4 separate regions of the Mus musculus genome follow, and regions 2, 3 and 4 are each linked to region 1. A link is a contact called in public ChIA-PET, Micro-C and promoter capture Hi-C data. All regions are on one chromosome and are shown on one strand. Each heading gives the region's core, a stretch centred on a gene start, on an enhancer-like site or on the middle of the called end of the contact. The rest is flanking DNA. Distances are from core to core; before and after follow the strand shown.

What was found. Promoter capture Hi-C pulls out the DNA fragments that hold promoters and counts their contacts. A called contact is a pair of places that touch in the nucleus more often than the background predicts. ChIA-PET counts read pairs in DNA pulled down with a chosen protein or histone mark.
Region 2: a Micro-C map of embryonic stem cells shows a contact between it and region 1, with 15 times the contacts expected there. The contact joins the promoter of Ccne2 here to the promoter of Pdp1 in region 1. A contact is called at or near these places in 3 of 39 promoter capture datasets (the C10 cell line, liver and pre-B cells), 1 of 484 Hi-C or Micro-C datasets (embryonic stem cells) and 1 of 115 datasets of contacts at active chromatin or transcription factors (pancreatic cancer cells).
Region 3: an RNA polymerase II ChIA-PET map of memory CD8 T cells shows a contact between it and region 1, with 8 read pairs. The contact joins the promoter of Trp53inp1 here to the promoter of Pdp1 in region 1. A contact is called at or near these places in 2 of 115 datasets of contacts at active chromatin or transcription factors (memory CD8 T cells and pancreatic cancer cells).
Region 4: a promoter capture Hi-C map of stem cell-derived epiblast-like cells shows a contact between it and region 1, with 2.2 times the contacts expected there. The contact joins the promoter of Triqk here to the promoter of Pdp1 in region 1. A contact is called at or near these places in 10 of 39 promoter capture datasets (the 3T3-L1 cell line, 3T3-L1-derived adipocytes, cranial neural crest and 6 more).

What each region holds. Positions count from the first base shown.
Region 1 is chr4:11,965,034-11,967,733 of GRCm38.p6, reverse strand. Pdp1 (pyruvate dehyrogenase phosphatase catalytic subunit 1) reads left to right here and starts at 1,284. Exons shown (of 3, transcript NM_001098230.1): 1 at 1,284-1,432; 2 at 2,086-2,120. The coding sequence starts at 2,090. It overlaps 1700123M08Rik (RIKEN cDNA 1700123M08 gene), which reads right to left and starts at 1,160. Exons shown (of 5, transcript NR_040577.1): 1 at 1,051-1,160.
Region 2 is chr4:11,190,336-11,193,207 of GRCm38.p6, reverse strand. Ccne2 (cyclin E2) reads right to left here and starts at 1,499. Exons shown (of 12, transcript NM_001282943.1): 1 at 1,393-1,499; 2 at 491-527; 3 at 297-393; 4 at 162-215. The coding sequence starts at 504. It overlaps A630034I12Rik (a long non-coding RNA gene), which reads left to right and starts at 1,978. Exons shown (of 3, transcript XR_001784240.1): 1 at 1,978-2,063.
Region 3 is chr4:11,155,155-11,157,854 of GRCm38.p6, reverse strand. It overlaps Trp53inp1 (transformation related protein 53 inducible nuclear protein 1), which reads right to left and starts at 1,414. Exons shown (of 4, transcript NM_021897.4): 1 at 1,308-1,414.
Region 4 is chr4:12,905,327-12,908,304 of GRCm38.p6, reverse strand. Triqk (triple QxxK/R motif containing) reads right to left here and starts at 1,468. Exons shown (of 5, transcript NM_001171801.1): 1 at 1,367-1,468.

The DNA.
Region 1 (2,700 bases), core at 35-2,534:
ATCTCTGCCCGTAAGCCTCTTCTGGGGATGAGCAAATTCTCCAGTTTAGAAATAGAGGCAGCTTGAAAGATTTGGGGAATTATGAATTGCAGGTTTGGTTATATAAGGTTTTTCCTTTATTACATAAAAATTTAAATACTTCAGGATTAATAAAATTTCACAGTAAACTTGGGAGTTCATCTATCTAGTCCAAATTACTTTGTAAACTTTATTAGTTAATAAGGTGTAGAATAAATCAACGTAAACTCATTAACACTGGGCAGAAGCATAGCTTCTCCCAAGAAAGTTTCATGTCATGAAGATGGCATCTATGTGGATGTAGGTAAGTGAAGAAGGCACTGTCCCATAAAGAGACAACCGCAGATGGCAGCAAGAACCCTTAGTGTGTTGTTTAGCACATCTTAAGCCTAACCTCACCCCACAGATAGGCAAACTGAGTCTCATGGGAGGAAGATGGATTTTTGTCACTGGGAATAACTTGAAAGGCTCTTCTGACTCCAAGTTCAGTGCTCTTCCCACTTTCACTGGCTGCATTTTAAAATTCATAACTCTGAATGAGTCAGGGACCAAGGAGGGAATGCTGATTTCAAAGTCCTTCCAAGAACAAGAGCACTCGTGTTATTCTTATCTACAAAGATAAGAATTCCTTCATCAAACTTCCTTTTGCTTTTGTTTACAGCTTCCTAGCCCGGAGACATAAAAATAATTGACTATCAATCCGACCTAATAACCCTAAAATCAGCAACTTGATCTTGAATGAATGAAGCGAGACACCGCCGAGACGCTCTGCCACGCCTCAATTGTGTTGTTCCCGCGGTCTACCTGGGGCAGCCCAGTGCAGAGGAGGCTTGGCTCTCAGGCCAGCCCAGAGCAGCACGCGGGGCCCAGCAGAAGTGCCAGGCATTCGCGAAAGCCCGCCCGCCAGGAAGCAACTGGCTACCAAAGCGCCACGCGCTCAGGGATGCTGGATCCCGCCCAGGCGCTTCCCCATCTGGGAGTCCAAACGCAACCCAACCAAGGCTGTCCACCTCGCGGCACGCGCAAACCCACCTTCACCAGCAACAGGGCGTGGTCACGGGGCGCGCGCACGCGTGGAACCAATAGGCTAGCCGCGCCAAATGGAAGGGATTGTCTGACCTCCGTGACGTCACAAAACTGGCGGGGAGCGCGCCCTCTTCCGCCCCCCGCCCCTCTGGCCCTCCGGGTCCCGCCCACCCGCCATTGCGCAGCCAATCAGAAGGCGAAGAGCTCAAGAGCGCCTGTGGGGGCGGGGCAGGGTGGAGGCCGGGCGAGGCAGGGGCGCGGAGTGGGCTGGCCTGGGCCGAGCTGCAGCGCGCCGGGGTGCTGCGTGGTGCTGAGTGAGGGAAGGACGCGCACGGAGGGGTGCGGCCGCCACCCGGGGCAGACCGCAGCGGGTGCTCGACTGTGCCCGGTTGGTATCCTCGTCCACCGCTGCCGAGTCGTGAGGGGGCGTCAGGGCGGTGAAGTGGAGGGCGCGCGTGGGGAGCGGCCGCGGGTGGAGGGCCGGGTGCGCGCGGAGCCTCGGTCGCGAGGAGCTGCCGCGGGTCCCGGGCGGCACCCGGCTGTCAGCGCGCGGGGCGCCCGCTGTGGCCCGGGCGTGTCTGCCTCGGCTCCCCGCTGACACGCTTGGCCCCGCGTGGCGGAGCCGGCTGCCCACGGCGGGCTGTGCCTGGAGCTCTGCGGAAGCGGGCGCGGCGTGGGGCCGGGCGGGCCTGAAGATGCTGAGTGCTTGTGGGCTCGGTGCGCTGGCTGCATGGAGCGGCGGCGGTGCGCCTGTCCGGGCTCCTGGAGTTGCCCGCCGGGGGCTGTGATGCCGCCTCGCCTGCCGGGTGGGTTTGTTTGGTTTCTTCTTCTCCCCTCCCCTTTCTCCCCCCTCCATTCTCTCCTCCCCTCCCAGCCCATTCACTGGGCTGCTGCGAGACCTCGCCCCTCCTCCGCTCCCGCCTCCCCGCCGCCGCCTCCTCTAATGAGCATCTCTGCTTTGCTTTCAATGGGCCGCTGCTGCTGTCGCTGCTGCTGTCCGCGCGGGTTGTGGATGTTGTCGGCTCCGTGTTGTGATGACAGGAGAATGTGTGTGTGTCCCGGGCCCAGACGAATTGGTAGGTATTCACATAACTACCTGTGTTGGGTACCCAGGGAAGGATGGTGACTGATTTTGTGTATGAATGGATGGCTCTAGGGGTCCTCATGGAATTAAAGGGTGAGATAAGGAAAAGGAGACAAAGGCGCTCTGGACCAGATTTTATTTTTATTTTTATTTTTTGATAGCTTAAGTGTGATATTCTGGGACACACGAAACTGACCAAACAAGTGCTGGTTTGGTTCTTTGTGTTTTAAGGATAATGGCTTTTCTTCATTCTTGTAGACACTGAACTTGAGCTGTGAAATGGCTAGGCGTTTCCAGAAAATGCTGAAAAATTACAAATCTTAATGCAGGGCGTTTAATGCAATCAGATTACATAAACGGAGGTTCTGATACGTGTAATGAAAAGTGTAGTATTTATTTTCATTTGCGTTAGAATCTTTGCAAGACCGAGAAGCTCCAGAGTAGGCGCACCAGTAGCATTTTTCTAATCGATTTGGTCCATGGGTTTATTGATTAAGTGGAATAAAATCTTGACACAGGCTTTGCCCAGCACACCACAAAGAATGGATGGGGCTCTTTCTGTTTCTGGTTCC
Region 2 (2,872 bases), core at 250-2,749, 770 kb after region 1:
CAGCTGCTTCTAAGCCATCTACACTGCAGCTGTAGGACTCAGGCTTATATGAACCTCCTTCAAGTTCACCTCTAAAGTATCAGAATCTTCCCACTATAAGGCAATAACACATGATTCCACTCTTATTCTTCCCCAGCCCACCCTGTCCAGTTCTGCATTACCCTAATCTCATACTGATGCTTCTTGGTGATCTCCTCTTTTCTTTTTTTGACATCCTGAAGAATAGAAAAGAACATGTAAACTAAGGTTTCAGCAAGGAATATTTTTCCCTTTCTCCCTCTTTTTCCTTAAATCACCTGTGCTGTTTTTCTCTTCTTGGCCTGAATTATCTGGGTTTCTTGCGGAGAGTCTGGCTGGTTGGGCTGGGCATGTTGCTTAGCTTGTAAACGGCTACTGTGATGAATTGTAGAAAGGAAGCTTAATTAGTACGTCATATATTTCAAAAGCAGCAGCTAATTTTGAAACATGTCTCCAAGACTAACACTGTTACCTGCGTCTTGACATTCTCTTCAAGGACTATGAAACCTCTAAATAGGGGAGAAGAAAAACAAAATCAAGAACATAGTCATCCATAATCTTCAAGTTCCAAATTAAAACTGATTCAGAAGTTACCAACTAACGTTACTAGAAGGTGGCCTAAACCTTTAAAAATAAAACACTGCACTATTTTCTGAAATACACTCGCTATCTCAGTAATTTTACATTCATGCTTTCATTTCCTTAACTGTACACTGGGAACGCGAGTGCGTTCAGGAATTTGCAAAGTCCCCTAGCACCCTTAGATGATCATCTGGGCCATTCATGCACTCCCCAGGACAACCAGGGTGGGAAAGGCACGTCCTGGCCTCGGCCGCCAGGCGCCTGGACGAGCCTCCAAGAGCGGGCTGTGGAGAAGCCGGTTCCGCGCCAATTTGGAGAGCGGCTGTGGCGGGGAAGCAGGGGGTGGAGGGAACCTTCTGGTGTCACGTCCTCCAGGCTCCTTTCCCTCCTTCCCAGCCCCACCCGGCGGGCAGTGTCGCTTGCAGGGGTGACGGGACCCCAATTCCAGAAGAGCAGAAGGAAAGGGGGGGGGGAATTAAAGGAGAAAACCGTGCTTAAGAATCTCTCCGTGAAGTGATCCCACCTTAATCCTCTCGCGCGGGAGACCTTCCCCAAGTGAGGATGGACAGAGAAGCTCCCAGAGAAGCTTTGCCGTGGCCTCTCATTTGGGGACACACTCCATCCCCTGCCTCTGCTTGGCCTCCTGACAAGAATCCTGACAGGGACCAACCTCGGGAACCCCTGAATTCCAGTCTCCTACTTCTTGTCCCACCCCCGCCCCCCATTTTTCCTCTCCCATGGCTCCCGCCAGACGTGGTTCCCTTAGCTCCCGCATGCCCCTGTCCCCAATACCTCCTCACCGCCAGACCCTCCACAGCTCGGCTCAGCTGGCGCCGGCGCCAACTCAATATATAGGCCGGGCCCGGACCGCCCCGCACGCATGCGCCGCAGACTGACACCTCGGCCGGCGCCTTCCCCTCCCCCACCCGCGCCCGCCCAGCTCGCCCGCGCGCGCCGCGCCCTGCCCTCAGTGCGCGCGGACGGGCTGGCGGGCGGGCGGGCGCCGAGTGGCCGTACGGCTGCCCTCCTGGACCGTGCTCCTCCGCCCCTCTCGGCGCTTCACCTGCGCGCGCCGCGGCTGCACGGCTCAGAGGCTCCTCCCCCATGCTGGTTGCCCACCACAGGCTCCCGCACGCCTTCCAGTTCGCGCCGGGCCCCCTCACGGTGGCTCTTAGATCTCGGAGTGTCAGGCTACGGTTCGGCTCCGCGTTTTGGCAGAGGCCTTGGGAGGGCTGGGGTGGGGAACCCCAAGTCTCCTCAGAGGCACGGGGAGCGGGAGCCTAGGGCCCACCCCTCCGGGAGGAGCCGGCCAATGGCAGGAGAGGACGGCAGCACAACGTGGAGCGGCCGCAGAATGTAAACACGCCGGAGCGCGCCGCCCGCCACGTGCGGAGCCGGAGCCATCCGCCGGGCGACGAGCGGGCGGCGGCGCACAGGAAGGTGCCTCAGCGCGGCCGGACGAGGTACGTGGGAGCCTTGTCCCCGCGCGCCGCCGAGCGGCCACTCCGCTCTTGCCTACGGCTCCCTCCCAGAGCCCGCGCGGGAAATATTGGCGCCGCGCGCTGCCTTTCTCCTCAGACGCCTGTTCCGGGCGCTGACCACCTCTCGGGACTCCAGCGGGCGCCCTCCCCGTCCGCACGCACGAGCGCCGAGGCTCTGGGGACCTGGCCGGAGAGCAGGACGGTCCGCACCACGTGCGCGCCCGGGCCGCGCCGCGCCGCGCCGCGCCCCGCCCCGGCCCTGCCCGGCAGCCAGCGCGCCCTGCGGAGCCCGCGCGAACTGCCTGCGCGGGAGCGCCTCCCGCCTGCGAGCGCTGCCGGGACGTGGCGGGCCGCCCCGCGCCGCTCCTAAGCCCCGGGCTCCGACTACCTCTCGGCGCCCTGCGCACCCTCAGGCCGGGCTTGCGGGTGACACGGCACACACAGTCCCGTGGCGCGACGCCGCTTGGGGAACAAAGACCACCCCCAGGCCGCGGAAGCGCAGGAAGGGCTCCCGCAGGCCGGCGGTCCCGCGCTTAGCCATCCTGGTCCGGAGTGAGCCGGTGCGAGGGCGCCAAGGACAGCGGCCGCGCGGCCCGGCCCTTCCCGAGATGCACCTGGAGGCCTCCGGCCGCGGTGGGCCTTTTGTGCCACGCTGTGGTTAAGAGCCCAGGAAGGCCCTCGTCACACTTCCCGGGTCTTCGCATGGTCCTTCACACCGGCTAAAGCTTACTTTCCCAGCTTTACACGTAGACAGGATCAGAGGAGACCCAGTGCCTTGTCTAGGCCTAAGG
Region 3 (2,700 bases), core at 165-2,664, 810 kb after region 1:
GTTCAAAAAAACAAAGATGCTAATAAAAAGGTTTGTTCTTTTAGTCAGAAACAAGGGATGGCCTTGAACTGATTCTCCCACTGCCACCTGTTTAGTACTTGGTGGCATGGGCCACCTTTGATTCAAGTAATTTAAAAATCAATTTTGAACTACAAAAATACCAAGCCAAAAGAGTTGCCTGTGCTCCTTACACCTCTGTCTATTTAGCTAATTTACAAGGACTTACCACATCCTGTTCAGAAGTCTGAAAACAGTGAACAGAGAGCGGTTAGGTTGGTAATTCACTGCTTTGTTAACCTTAACTTTTGAAAGCAGTCGTTTCCATGAGAAATACACTAGGGAGCAGAAAGGAGTAAAAGACAAGATGAAAAACAAAAGAGACACTGGTCACAAAAATTAGTAGGCCATGGTTTCCAGCAAGGACTTTGAAAATTATAGTGGCTGAGGCTTGTACAAGCTGCCTAGTGTTTTCACACCTTACAATCACCACCAAAGATGTGATTTTTAAGATCTTGGGGGCATAGCCGGGCGTGGTGGTGCACGCCTTTAATCCCAGCACTTGGGAGGCAGAAGCAGGCAGATTTCTGAGTTCGAGGCCAGCCTGGTGTACAAAGTGAGTTCCAGGACAACCAGGGCTATACAGAGAAACCCTGTCTCGAATAAAACCAAAGGGGGGGGGGGGGGAGAAAGATCTTGGGGCATTTGTAATGATGTCGGTCCGAAGACCCAAGCTCAAAACTACTCAGCATTCTGAAAGAGCTCTTTCAGCCAGGAACTCCTTTAGTCTTTAAGGAGTTAACAGGTGGAAAGGGGTTCCCCGTTAATCTGCTCTGAACTTTTACACGGAGTAAACACACCGTGAAAGTGGAAGCAAAATGAAGGAATTGCACGTGAAATCCCTCTGCAAATAGTAAACACCGCTTCCTTTTAGTTAGCTGTGTGGCCTTAAAATTACTTTCTGTGCCTCCAAGTTTCCTCCGCTTAAATAAGCAATGTTGGGGCCTCGCAGGGCGGTCGCGACTGAAACGAAGTATTTAGAACCCACAGCAGTCTCTAGCACACCCCAAGTGCCAGCGACCAAACTGATGAGGACGGAAGCGACGGGAAGTGCTCTCCCCACAGGTGCAGGCTCGGTGATGCGCGAGGTCAGGAGGGGTCGGGCGGGTCTCCGGGTAACGGAGCAGGTTTCCCGTCACCCGCAGGTTCTCGGTGTCGCCGTGCTCGTCACGGCAGGGAGAGAGTCCGGCATGAAAGCCAGAGAGCGGGCAACCAACCGCCGCCCTCCCGCCTGTGTAGCCCGCACTTACGTGAGCCGAGCAGAGCTGCGGGTGCTGAGGTAGCTGCGGCAGGCCGGGCTCCTGCGCTGCGGTCGCTGCCCTGGCCGCCGCCGGCCCGTCCGGGTCCTTTTGTTGTTGTGCAGCTCTGGGAACAGCTGATCGGCTTCCCAGCCCCGCCCCGAGCCGCGCCAGCCGCAGGCCGACCAATCGGCTGCGCGGGGGCCTCCGGGGCCGCCCTGCGAGAGGTTGTCACTAACGCACGTGACCTGGCACTGGGCCGGCGGCGCGCCCGGGGCAGAAACAAGCCCGGGCAACAAAGCGGGAGCCGGAGAACACTCCGGGTGAGCGGGAGGAGGGGGAAGAACAGCGGCCCGGGACTGGCCGTGGTGGGAGCCGGCGGGACCGAGAGGAGAAGAGCCCGACCCCCGGAGCCGCTTCGGCTGAGTGAGGAGCCCAGAGTGTGGGTACAAGGCACTCAGCCCCCTTTTGCTGAGGGGCTGGTTAGGGATAGTAGTTGCTCCTCTGGTCAGTGTGGAGAGAAACCAATAGTCGCGATGCTGAAGGCAACCCACCGCTGGACATTGTTTTAAAAGAAGTCAGGGCCCCAAATACATGGGATGCCTGTGTCCCACTCATTCCTCACCCCTTAGACAGTAAGCCGGGGCCTAGTCTGCCTTATGAACTTGAACAGGAAGCTCTCAGGTCTTGCCCCCCAAGAGTCTGCTCTAGAAAGACAAAAGTCGGGCAGAGGAGGCCAGAACTCGGCCTAAAGGGCCTTAACTTCCGAAAAGAGGAACCCCGAGTGAAGAATTACCTCTGTTTCTTCCCAGGGGTCTGCATCTAAAGCCTTATAAGAACTGAGGAGGTTATGACCTTTTTTACAAAATGTAAACATTCACAGGACGCCTAGGTCCTCACCAGCTATTTATAGTGAGAAGAAAATGAGACACTACATTTATAAAGAGAGTCTAATCCAAAGCTCTACTGCACATACATTGGGGGATTAACTAGGAGTGACAGGAGTCATGTTGGTCCTGTCAGTTATATGGATTCTGTGGGGCTGAGATGTAATCTTCTGGCCTTGGTAGTCTCAAGAGACTCCTAGGTCTCGGATAGACCATCGAGTCACAGCCTGTTTGTCACCTAAGAAAACATCATCGGAAAACACAGATATTTACAATTCACAGTAGCAAATTATACTTATGAAATAGTAACAAAAACAGTTTTTATATTTGGGTCACCACAACATGAGAACTGTATTAAAGGGTCACAGCATTAACAAGGTTGAGAACCGCTGGGCTATACAGATGTGCGGACAAAGAAACAGGTTATAGATAAAGATGACAAATATCTGGCTTCTTCCTCGTCCTCTTGACATGAGACAAAGACCTTGTTTGTGTGCTTTTTCTCCTGTCAGCAGGGG
Region 4 (2,978 bases), core at 219-2,718, 940 kb before region 1:
CCTACAAAACCACAACCCCTTCTCTGTGTATTCTTGGGTGGTGGGGGACTAATACTAAGGGCAGATAAACTATGCAAGGCCCTTTGTGTGCTACCTAAGCAGTAACAATGAATTAATCGAGGAAAGATGGATGGACATAATCCTCACCACTCTACTAGCCAAAGAAATGAGGAAAGTCAAGAACATTTAAAAATACCCTAAGATAAGAACAAACGGACATTATAACCAATAACATCTTGGATTACTGCAGATCACTATTGTAATTATACTTTTAAATCAATCCTGCTAGGATAGATACTAGATTGAGAACTTTATAGATGAGATGATTGAAGGTTCTCAACTAAGGGAAACGAAGGGGCTTCCTTACTGAGGGCCACTGTTAACAGCAGGCCAAGAGAAACTCTCTTCCTGAGGATTTACACTGGAACCCTGGCATGGAAAATTAAAGCCAGCTCCCTTCTTGTCTGTGTTTTCCTATAGAATGTTTGTTCTTCTGAATCATGTGGGGCCAAAAGATATGAGGGAAGAAGATGTTTGCAGTATTTATCTGTGTTATCTTGTAGTTGATCATTAAATATGGACTCAATAGTAAGTGCTTAGAAGTTTAACATACTTCACAATAGACTGCAAGGAAAATCACATATGAAAGTCCTTGCTGTAATGAGTTGCAACTTCCAGAGGAAGTTCATTACATTAGGTTAAGTGAAAGACAGCATATCACAGAGCATATCCACATACAACATCGTTTGGGTTCGGGGATTCACTAAACATCAGAAAAAGTAACCCCACTTCACCACTACCACTAACCAATAAAGCAACTCTACAAATATTTTGGCTTACAAGACTGTTCCCATAAAAGGGAAACAGGAAAGAGTAAATCGGAGTTAAAACACAGGAGGCGGCGGCGGCCTAAGCAGGATTAGTAGAAACTAGAGTCACCTGTAACTACAAGGAGGCCTCTCAAATTAGTGGACAGCACAGCAAGCTAATTAATCCCCAGCCTAGGGTAAACCTGGGGAAGTGGGTGGGACTGAGAGTTTCTGCAAGGTCCTGGAGCACTAGGACACGCTGGCAGGGCGCACCCGCGTTGCTCGGCAACCCAGGCGGCCACGCCCACCCCAGTCTGGCCATTCTCTCTGGGCCGGAGAAGCCAAAACAGTCGAAAAGGAGGTCTCCCTGCTGGGCTCGGAGCCCAGATCCCCTGGAGGAGCCTCCGGATGCTCAGGCCCAGCGCCTGGGGCTGTTCCCCAGGCCAGATCTACAGTCTCCACGGGGCTGGGAGACGCTGGGAAAGCGCGTTTCCAGCCCTGGGCCCGCATCAAGAGAACTGTGACCCCGAACCCCCAAGCCCTCGCCGGAAACACACCTCAGCATTGCCCAGCGAGGGCGGCCCAACTGCGGGTCCGGCCGGGTGGGCAGCTGTCCACGCTGCTGTCACTCAGAGGCAGGGGCGGGACGAAGAGCCGCACACCCCTACTCCAGGAGGGCCAGACGAGGAGGGGCGGGGCCAGCCTTCAGTCTACACTCTGATTGGCTAGGCCTTCCCTGCGAGCCTCCAGGACTGTGTGTGCTCTTAGGTCCATCATTTCTACACCTTAGAGCTTCAGTACTTCCTAGGATGCAGACATTAACAGAAAGGAGCCTGACTTCTTTTCACAAACATAAAACGAAAACCAAAAGTTATTTTAATGAGTGACCACTTCCACCTTTTACACACAAACACCTAAATCTAGTCATATCCTTAGGAAAACATTCCAACAGTGAAACACATTCAAAGAGATTCAAGGAGCAGGACTTAGGGTAGGATAAGATACTTTTATTTTAATTTTTAACTTTTAACAAGAGAGTCAATTTAGGGAAAGCAATTGCTGAAAGGTGACAAACGACTGTGATTGCAGGCCTGTTTCGGGAACTTAGTTTTCGCATCTGTAAAACAGGAGCAGACAATATTGAGTTATTTAACATTTGGAATGGTTTTGATCACCGACTGCTCTCTAAATTATGCTTTTACAATCCCGACAAAACCTCCTGGGAAGTAGTATTATTATCCATAGTCTGCTTCCAGACTAGAAGCAGGTGAGTTTATTTAATAAATGAACAAGCCACTGAACAAAGAGTGATTCTCTTTATACTGACATAAACTAAATTTAAAACCCAGACAGTAGGAGTCAGAGGGGATGGAGGACTGCGGGAGAACATGGCCCACCAAATCAGTTAAGCGGGCCTCACATAGGTTCACAGTTAGTCTGTGTGGAGCGCATAGGGCCTGCGGCATGGGTCCATGCCAGGTCCCCTGCATTTGTTATGACTTGCTGTGTTCTCCTGAGACTCCACACAGTGGGAGCCAGCATGTCTCTCATTCTTTTGCCTGCTTTTAAAACTATTTTCCTCCTATTGGGTTTTTTTGTCCAACTTCAAATTAAGAGATTTCACCTTGTGTTACTGTATACTGTTTTTTCCAGTTTGGCTGTTGTCTCTCGGAGGCCTGCTCTTTTCTGAAGAAGAAATGGAGGAAGAGATCTAAGGAAGGAAGGGGAAGCTGTGGTTGAGATGTACTACATGACAGAAATTAAAAAATAAAATATTAAAATAATAATAATAATATCCCTTCAAGTGTTACAAAAGTTTGTAAAAGGCAAAACATCATACAAAAAGAATGTAGGCACATATAAATAGATATCTCTGAAGTCTCCCATGATATCTTATTGAGAAATGAAACCCAAAATGTGATTTTATTTTCTGTACTGCTAGATCATTTTCTGGTATTCAGGATCTTTAAAATGAAACAAAGATAGAATTCAATGACATTAAATAAATGTTCTTAATGAGGATTGTATATGTGTGTTGCTTGGAGGAGAGAGGAAATAGTGAAGTCCCAACATATATGCTTCCTTGTTCAAATAAAATGGACACCATGTTGTGACAAAATTTTTGGAATAGAAGGAATATATTTTGTGGCAAATGATTTTATTTTCTAA